2 separate regions of the Mus musculus genome follow, and region 1 is linked to region 2. Evidence: chromatin contacts called from public Hi-C data. All regions are on one chromosome and are shown on one strand. Each heading gives the region's core, a stretch centred on a gene start, on an enhancer-like site or on the middle of the called end of the contact. The rest is flanking DNA. Distances are from core to core; before and after follow the strand shown. Region 1 has its middle 36 kb from the start of Gm46842. Region 2 overlaps Chd7 (chromodomain helicase DNA binding protein 7).

Region 1 (5,040 bases), core at 2,479-4,978, 79 kb before region 2:
GGGTGCAACTTACAAACCTTGAGCAATATATAAGATAGAGAGTGACCAAAGAAGACACCTGACAATGACCTTGGACCATCACACACACATACACACACACACACACACACACACACACACACACATGCGCACACACAAACATTCATGCACGAAAAAAATGACCAAAACTCTAAGTACCAACAACCAAATCCAGGAGTCAAAAGAAATAACCATAATTTAAACCTGCAAGGTCTTCAAACAGAATCATTAAGTGATATAACATAAAATGACTGTGCATGCTGTACATATGTTTAACACAATGAATTATACACTTAGAATCAGTTAAATGCTGTCTTATGACAGTTGAGAATAGGCCTCATAGATGTATATGTTTGAATACTTGATGCCCTATGGAGCTATGAGCCCCACATTAAATGATTTATTTTCTAAGTTGCTCTGCATCCATGTAGAAAGCCAGGTGTGAGCAGCTATTCTCAGAACAGTAGCACTAGACAGCCATGGAGGCTTAAGGCCAGCCAGTGTACTGCCCAGTCAGTGAGAAACCTTCTATGATGGCTGGTCTTATGTCAGCTTGATACACAAACTAGAGTTATCTGAAAGGAAGGAACCTCACCTGAGAGGATGCTGCCGTAAGTCCGGGCATTTTATTTTTCTCCTTTTCTTTCTCTCTTTCTTTCTTTCTTTCTTTCTTTCTTTCTTTCTTTCTTTCTTCCTTCCTTCCTTTCTTTCTTCCTTTCTTCCGTCCTTCCTTCCTTTCTTTCTTCCTTTCTTCCTTTCTTCCTTTCTTCCTTTCTTCCTTTCTTTCTTCCTTTCTTCCTTTTTTTCCTTCTTTCCTTCCTCCTTTCTTTCTCTCTTTCTTTCATTTTCCTATCTTTTTTCTCTTTGTGAATTTCACATCATGCATCCCTTCTCACTTATTTCCCATCCCTCTATATCTATCCTTGCAATATCCCTTGTCCAATGGAAGAACAAAACAAAACAGAACAGCAACAACAACAACAACAAATCCATCTTGCAGTGTACTTTATAGTGTGTCCCACAGTATAGCCTTTTGTTCAAACAGGTTCACTTGCAAATGTTCATTCTAATTAGTTATTGTATTGGTCTAGTTTGAGGCCTCTGCCTTCTGCTACACCAGAAATATTGGATCTTCACAGGGACTCTTCTTAGATTCCTTGTTGTTGCCCCTGTGTCACGGAGACCCTGTAGTTTTGGGTCTGCTGCAGGACTGGCCCCTTCATGCGTCCAACAATTCATAGATGGTGTAGATGTTGGGGTGGGATAACTCAAAATTCTGTTAACTGGGCCGGGTAGTAAGTAGCCTTGTTGGTCTGCTGGCTGCTCTTCCATACCCATGCCACCAGGGCCAGCTTTGCCCAGGAGAGGGACAAGCCCAGCACTCCTGTCTGCAGCAAGTGACCAGCAAGTATCAGGACCCGTTCTCCCTTGCCTGCCCATACCATGAGGGCAAGCTCCTAGTGAGGCACTTTCTTAACTAGTGATCAGTGGGGCAGGGCTCAGTCCATTGTGGGTCTCCTAGGTTCTTTAAGAATGTAGGCTGAGCAAGCCAGGGGAAGCAGGCCAGGAAGCAGCACCTTCCATGGCCTCTGCATCAGCTCCTGCCTCCAGGTTTTTTCCCTGTTTGAGTTCCTGTCCTGACTTCCTTTAATGACCAACAATGATATGGAGGTGTAAGAAAAACTTCTTTGACTTGCTTTTTAGTCACCGTGTTTCATTGCAGCAATAGTAGTCCTACCTAAGACACCATCTCAAAGGAATAAGTGATACAGCGATACACCCAACATCTTCCACTGTCCTCCCCACAAGCATAAAGAGATGAGAACAAACATGCATACACAGAGCATTACACAAAAGAGAGAGAGAGAGAGAGAGAGAGAGAGAGAGAGAGAGAGAGAGAAGGGAGGGAGGGAAGGAAGGAAGGAGGGAGGGAAGGGAGGGAGGGAGGGAAGGAAGGGAGGGAGGGAGGGAAGGGAGGGGAGGGAGGGAGGGAGGGAGGGAGGGAGGGGAGGGAGGAAGGAAGGAAGCTAAGATATTATATTATGATTTTGCAATATAGATGGAATTATAGATTCCTTCTCCTGACTTCCCAGAGTAAGCTCGTCTGTTTTTTAAGATGAGAGCGCCAGTCAGATGAACGTGCCAACATCTTCACTAGAACAGAGCTGCGCAGGTCTTCTGTGGCTTTCCACAGAGGCTTGGGCACAGGCTTGTTGCTGCTTCCTTTGATTCCAGTGGGCAGCCTGAGGTTTTCCTGACAGAAGCTACTGGTATCACTTCTGTCACTCGCCTCATGTTTTCTCTTTAGATATCCCTCACCATAAACAGAAGAGTCCCTGACCAGGTTGCCTGCAGTTTTCCTTTGTCTCAAAAGCCAAGTGAAGCTTGCCCCTCACCTCCATGGAAGGCAGGCCTCACTCAGCATTGCTGAGGGCAGCTTCCAAGCACAGCCTGGGGGAACAGAGGAAGGGAAAGAGAGCCAGTTACTATGCAGGCACTCATCTGACCACGCTTTTTCCATATCACATCATTAAATGCTCACATTGAAGATGGAAGCATTCTCAGTGTATCCTGGTTTGATTTATAATATTTAAAATTCCTGTGTATTGTCCAATTCCCCACCATGTTTTGTTTTAGTACTCTACTACATACATTATATGAAACCTTCACCAATTTTTTTTTTTTTATAAACTAGGCTTTGTGCTAGATGAGTTTGCCCAACTGCAGGTCAATGTTCTGAGCCCAGTCAGAATGTTTGGTGGGCAAGTATTGCATGCTTGCAGCTTGAGATGGACTCAGTTTCACCAAGGGTTTATCAGGATGTCACCCGTCCTAAGGTGAAGAGCATCCATAGCTGGAGACTACAAAATAGATGCTGCCAGTAAACAGGGGAAAAGGGAAGAGAGGTGCTTAATTCTGACCACCGCATTAAAAAAACCAAAAACATACTGAATGAGACCCACAATCAAAGAAATTTCTGATTAGAAGCAACCTGTTCACAGCGGTCAGAAACCTAGTGCCTGTGTCGGTTACAACCCACTGCCTGTTTCGGTGCAGCTTGGATCCAAGATGGCTTTCTAGACTGTGCTAATGTTTGAAAAATTTCTAAGAATATTGTGAGGCAAGCGATAATCACATGAAACTTGAGTTTCAGTCATGCCATGGCCCAAATTTTACATGCTGAAACCTTGCCTCCAATGCTCTGGAATCGGAGGTGGGAACACTGGGGGGAGATTAGTGTGTGATGGTAGAGCCCTCATAAAATGGATTAGTGCCTTCATAAAAGAGGTTCAAGAGAGATGCTCTGTCCTTTCCTTAGCACGATCTATGGACAGAGTAGTGAATCCCCAGCAGAAAGCAAGTCTGCCAGCGCCTTATATATGTGTGTGTATGTATGTATGTATGTATGTATCTTTGTGTGTGTATATATATATATATATATATATGGCTTTGTGCTAGATGAGAAAAAAAACAGCCCACCATTCCATGTTTTTAGTGTAGTGACTGGAAAGGCTAAGATGGAGGCACAATATTTTTTTGCACCATGCCTCTGCCTATTTGCTCAAAGATGGCTGTTCTGGCCCTGTAATGGTGGCATTGAGTAGATGTGACAGAAATAACATTCTGACTGACTAAGGCCTGAGAGAAGAGGCACAGACATCACACCAGTGGAAGGAATAACCACGCTTGGTACACGCCCCCAGTGTGTCTGCCACTCCTTTGCCTTTCGCATGCCTCCTCCCTCCTCTGAGGTACAGGCTGTTCTCATGTTTCCCATATTTCACATGCCTGCTGGAAGGCCATGACCACAAAGCTACATATTTGCCTTGCCCATGGCCACGGGCTGAGTTTGGCGCCCGCAGGCCTGGCTGGCTCAGCCCTGGTAGGAATGATGAGACTCCGGAGGCACTAAGTCGATGCAATATGAGTCATTTTAAGACTTTAAAGAGCTGATGGCTTCGAAGGGGACCGTTTCTCTTCTTTCCAATAAACTGAGGCACTACTGTCCCTTTCTCCATACCATAATTATGGAAAACAGAGGTTCTGGTCACTGGGAGGGCCTCGGCTTCCCGAATTATGCGACCCCTACAGATATCAGCTTCCCGAATCACTTTCTCTTCCAAAGGGTTTGAAGAGATCGAAATCCCAGCTCTCTCATTGGCTACATAGCCTAGGAGAGGACACCACTGTCTCTGAGCCATGGTGAGTTTGTCGGGAAGATGAGGACAGTGCCCTCTCTGGAGATTAAAAGCTGGCAAGCAGAAAAGGGTTCCAAGGCGCGCTTGCTCCCCACCAGCGGCCTTCTCGCTCTCTGCCACCCTCAAGTTGCTTTCCCTCCACTGCCTTTTCCTCTTCTATTTCTGTCTTGTTTTCCTCCCCTGGTATCTACCCTTCAAGTTCAACTTTCTTAGAAGAAGGTTCCAGCCCTGGGCTCTCTGAGGTCCCATTGTCCTACACTCTCGCTGGGCTCACTTCTTCCTATGCCACAGCCCTTACCCCAATCCTTCAACGTCAAAATCATCCCTATGTCTGCCACGCCACTGAGGCTGGAAACCTGTTGCCCGGGAACATTGACTCCACTTCTCCCCAACAGTCGGGATAGATCTGAGGTCTGCAAATCACAATCTCCATTTCCATAAAGTAGGTTATTCCTAATACCTTCTCCTAATCACTTCCAGGGTCTATAACCAGCATCTTCAAACTATAAAATCTGAAAGAGAAGAGAAAGGAAAAAAACAAAGAAAAAGGAATCTCATAAACTCTGACCTTCTGGAACTGAAAAGTCCTTTGTGTTAACAAAGGATAGCAACTCCACAGAAAGGTTCACGCATCGCATCGTCCCTGTCCTCGCTGGACTCCAGCCCCTGCCTGGGGTTTGGGGCAGGGTGTCTGTCTGTCCCAGAGCTCGTTGGTGAGCCCTTAATGATCAGCCTCTCTGATGCAAAGAGCACAGAATAGACAAGTCTGTTCCAAAGAGAAAGGAATGCTAAGTACTTAATGCTTCCTGGATGACCAGAGTGT
Region 2 (4,638 bases), core at 673-3,172:
ATCACAGGCTGCACACATTTTCAGGAGCCCTACTCTCAGATGCCCTTTCAGGGGAGCAATAAGAGGTTTGTGTGTGTGTATGTGTCTGCTGAGATATCTGGCGTGGAATTACATGAAGGTGGTAATTCAAGGTTTTCCTGTCCATCTGGTCTTGGAGACAACTAGTGTGTGTTACTAACAGCTAATCTAGCATGAGAAGACACGGTAAGCAAAGTCCGAATGCCAGAATGCTGTATTTGCAGCTATTACGAATTAAAAAAAAAAAAAAAAGTGGACACCAGCTCCCCTGTACACTGCATTCTATAACTACATCTCTGCATATCATGGGTCACTTTTATTAAAAGCATCATTACTACAGTTGGCAGAAATTTACATTTTATCTTACATGATAGCAGTTTTCAGAGAAAAAAAAAATCAAAGGACATCACAACAAAGAAAAACATTTACAAAGTCCTGTCTGTAAACTTCAAGGCTAGTTCAGAGCTGAGGTAATGCTGTTTTAGCTTTGTGGCTAAAGTAACAAAGTCCTTTAATTTAAAAAAAAAAAAAAGGTACCTGATTCTCACTTCTCTCAATCTTCTATTTACTCTTCTATTTATTTAGTTTTTACCAGTGCATCACAAGACCACAAGCCAATGGAACTGCAGTTGTCTGGCAAGAACCCTCCCAGAAGGTTAGTTTTCCAAAGGGACCCTTCACATTCAACAGCTGCCTGATTATTGCTGAGCCTCGGGACAGAGGCGTTCACACTAACGTGGAGATTGTCAGAGTGTATGGATGTGTGTATGCAAATGTGGGAACCCCCATAAAGTCAGAAAGGGAGACGAATGAACAAGGGATGATATGTATGGTAAATTTCATCTTGACCTTCACAGCAAAAAAAATTAAAATTAAAAAATTAAATATATAACTTCATACGTCCTCTGAGTAGCACTTCCTTCCACTAGTGCCGCTCTGTTACAGATTGCTCTTTATTATAATACCAGTGGTACCCAAAGAAAAAAGCAGAGCATTATGTAAGTTTCCTTAAAAAGACATGATCACCTCTCAAATTTCATCCTTCCTAGGGATAATAAATAATGCACTGCACAATACTTATGACCAAGATACCTTCGGACACACCTGCATAACATGACTTGGACTTTTTTCCTTTTTTTTTTCTTTCTTTTCTTTTTTTTTTCTCTTCTTTTTTTGCTACACTATGTTACAGAACAGCTTATAAAACTAGGTATGAACATTAACTGTGAGTGTAAACAGTAGGACTACCACCTGTCAACAGTTTTCAACACTTTCAGTGGAACTGCTGCTGCTGTTACTCGTCGTTTCCGGTGTTTTCTATCTCATCCCCGCCTTCGAGGGAGTCCAGCTCTTCACCCTGTGCAACCTCGTCTTCCAAGATGGAGGACTCTACAGTCTTGTCCAGGTTCTCCTCGGCATCGCTGCCCTCCAGGGTCTCTCCGTCTTTACAGGGCCCTCCCTCGGCCTTGTCAGCAGCCTTTTCTTCGCTGGTACCCACGGCGTTTTGGAGTCCCGCCAGTGCTGGGAAGCCAGGCAGTGTCAATCCCCCCAGTCCTGGAGGTAGAAACATGGATGGGTAGAAGAGGCCTGGGGCCATGGTGGACAGGAGGAAAGGGTTGAAGGCCAGCGGGTTGGAGGGTAACGCAGCCGGGGCAGTAGCAGCACCAACAGATCCGTTCGCGGAGTCAGCAGCCGAAACGGTGTCTGTGCTTTTCTCAGAGTCTCGGTTCTCGTCTTCATTGTCGTTTCCTTTCTCTTCCGCTTTGGAAGTGCCATCCTCTGGCTCTCCTTGACTTGAAGCAGTAGTGGTGTTTCCAGTAGCAGCTGAGAGAGGGTTGTTCAGCAGCCCGCCCAAGCCGAACACGTTGGGCAGGCCCGCCATCCCTGGCAGCATCAGGGGCAGCACTGCGGCGGGGCTCTTCGCATCGCCTCCGGCGGTGGCAGCTGTGGCCAGTCCTGGAGGGAAGCCCATGAGCCCTGCCAGCTGGAGGGACTGGAGGTTCTGGAGATTCTGAAGGCTTGTCAGGTCCATCCCAGCAAACAGGCTGTTCACCAACAGAGGGTTGATCCCTGAAGTAGAGGCGACAGCAGCAGCCGCCGCGGCTGCTCGGGCGATCTCGCTCTTGGGCCTCCGTCCTCTCCTGCTGGCTCCTTCTCCCCGCACCACAGGTCCAGTGAGGAGACGGTCAAACATTGACTCGGGAACAAAACCCTGGACGACAGGGAAAGCAGACAACAGCTGTAGAGGCCGGGTCAGAGTACTTACTGCCAACGTGGGCCTTTTGGAGCTCCACACCAACATTCTAACTATGCAAGCAATTGCTTCCATTCTAAAAGCTTAAAGTAAGAACTTGGGAAAGCACAGGTCCTGGTTTTTTTTGTTTTGTTTTGTTTCTTTTTTTTAACCATTATTTTCGCTTGCTGAATTGTGCTGAGTTGCAGAAAAAGCTGTTCAAGGTTACTCCACCACTGAAGTAAATGCCAAGGTAGCTGTATTCATAATTAACTTAAGGATCAACACTCCAGACAGTGGCTGATTGACTGGTGTAATCAGTACGTGATGTGCACGTGTACAACATAAGCATCAAGTGCAAATGACCTTTCATTTGTCAATTAATTGCCAAATAAATATGCCAATTTTAAAAGGTTTTGTATGAAAAAAATGATAAAACAGTATCACAAAAGAGTTGCATAGACTATAAGACATTCTAGATATTTCAAATATAGCTAAGAATAAGAAAAATTTGTTAACAATGTAGAAAAATTGAGTAAGTTAAACTCACATGTGTAACACCCCCACCCCCACCCCCACCCCATGAGAAGCTACACGCTAAAACCTGCATGTAAACATTTATAGTTGTTTCACTAATAAATTCACAAATGTGAAAAACCCCAGAGGTCTTTCCATGGGTGAGGGAATGACACATGGTAGCTGAGCATGGACTAGCACGCTGTACAGCAAGGAGCAGCAGACCCCTGATAATACTCCATTCTGGGACTGGAGAACACTCAGTGAAAGCCACAGTCTCAGGTTACAGAGTTCCCACTTCCATTTTACCCAGTTTCGAAAGACACACCATTAGGAATGGAGACTAGATAGTAGCAGTCAGAGCTACAAAGGTGGAATCATATATACAAGGACCTCAGATAGGTGATTAGGAAGGTACCACTTCACAAAACTGGGTCCTAACACATGGCTAGAGGCAATTTTATTGTATTATTTAAACAAAACCAGTAAGCATGCCACTAATTTGTCTTGAAAGAAACTAATAATGATAAAATTTTATGCAGAATTGCTATGTCTATTTTAAAACTGGCTATCACAGCTAATAATCTTAACGTTCCCATCCAGCACAAGTTCCATCTTGAAGACACTGTGAGACCGGTTTCCCTGGAGTAAGTCCACCTCTAAGAGGGTTGGGAGTAGGTGTTCTCACACGGTATTTTTAAATCAGAACTGACAATCAGCTCATTCCCAATTAATGATGTGTGTGTAAAATACAACACACTGAAATAATGTAAGAAAATGATGCTTTATGACAACTCTGTAAGCTGGGATTAAGTCACAACTGAATAATTACTAGCCAATGGGACACTGAGCACCTAGGCACACAGTTTTATGTGCATCTCTTTTGTGTACTTACAGACTGCTTGACTATATCGGTCCAGTCTGGAGCGACAGCAAACTCAGGGTTCTCCTCCAGCCACCTGGGCAGGTCCTTCATTGGAGGGGCCATGGCTCCACCCATCTGGGAATATGCATCCGGTGAACAACTGAACATCATGGACGTTTCCCTCCCCACTCCCCTCAGCTCCCTTTTTCGGTGTCCGCAGGAACACACACAGGTTCTAGAAGAAGTGTGATTTGCCATCCTTGCCCATCCCTTCCCCAGCATTTACCTTCTTCCCATTTCGTTTGTTAACAACAGGAACCCTTTCTTCTCCTGTCAAAGTGTTAATATCCAATTTATTAGGATTTCGACATCTATGTCGTTTCTGTTTCGGTTTCTGAAACGAGGAAAACAGCACGTCTGTGTTCTTCTGCAAAAGAAAAGGACGTATTTAATGAGGCTGTACTTGGTACTGGCCCCTTCCTATAAACGCCTAAGGATAGGCACATGCGCTGTTAAATTTTAACAATCATTTGCATTTCGCAGAAACTGAACTTTTCTGAGAAAGTATCTCCCAGCACTGACTGGTCTACCCAACAGGCACTCTCTGAGAAGATACTCAAGATTATTCTATGATTTATTATTTGTGTGTGTGTACAAGTGTTTTGTCTATATGTATGCATGTGCTTGGTGCCCCCAGAGGTCAGCAGAGAGCATCGGTTCTCCTGGGACTTGAGTTATAAATGGGTGCTGGGAGCTGAACTCAGGTCCTCTGCAAGAGCAACAAGTGCTCTAAAGAGCCAGGCGTCTGGCAGTCTCCTTAAGTGAGACTCTCAGTTAAAGTTTCTGTGACAGGCTGGAGGTGTGACTCAGCGGCAGAGCACTTACACAGCATCTGAGAACACCTGGGTTCAGTCCCTGGAAATGAGAACAAAGGGGAGGAGGGTGTCTTCAGATATTTATACAAATCCTAGTATTTTAAAAGAAACTTTATCTAGTACCTTCACTT

Evidence for each region. A called contact is a pair of places that touch in the nucleus more often than the background predicts.
Region 1: a Hi-C map of myocytes shows a contact between it and region 2, with 3 times the contacts expected there. The contact joins two enhancer-like sites. A contact is called at or near these places in 8 of 484 Hi-C or Micro-C datasets (the AtT-20 cell line, LSK cells, cerebellar granule neurons and 4 more) and 2 of 9 other capture datasets (adipose tissue and liver).

What each region holds. Positions count from the first base shown.
Region 1 is chr4:8,944,074-8,949,113 of GRCm38.p6, reverse strand. No RefSeq gene overlaps it. Among named protein-coding and RNA genes, the nearest start is that of Gm46842, 36 kb to the right of the region's middle. Within about 2 kb of position 3,728, at least 20 of the 459 cell types and tissues checked have an H3K27ac peak or open chromatin away from gene starts, as enhancers often do. A contact at or near this core is called in muscle stem cells and myocytes, where this site is marked.
Region 2 is chr4:8,863,330-8,867,967 of GRCm38.p6, reverse strand. It overlaps Chd7 (chromodomain helicase DNA binding protein 7), which reads right to left. Exons shown (of 38, transcript NM_001277149.1): 36 at 3,919-4,059; 37 at 3,663-3,767; 38 at 1-2,230. The coding sequence ends at 1,313. Among named protein-coding and RNA genes, the nearest start is that of Gm46842, 45 kb to the left of the region's middle. Within about 2 kb of position 1,922, at least 33 of the 459 cell types and tissues checked have an H3K27ac peak or open chromatin away from gene starts, as enhancers often do. A contact at or near this core is called in muscle stem cells and myocytes, where this site is marked.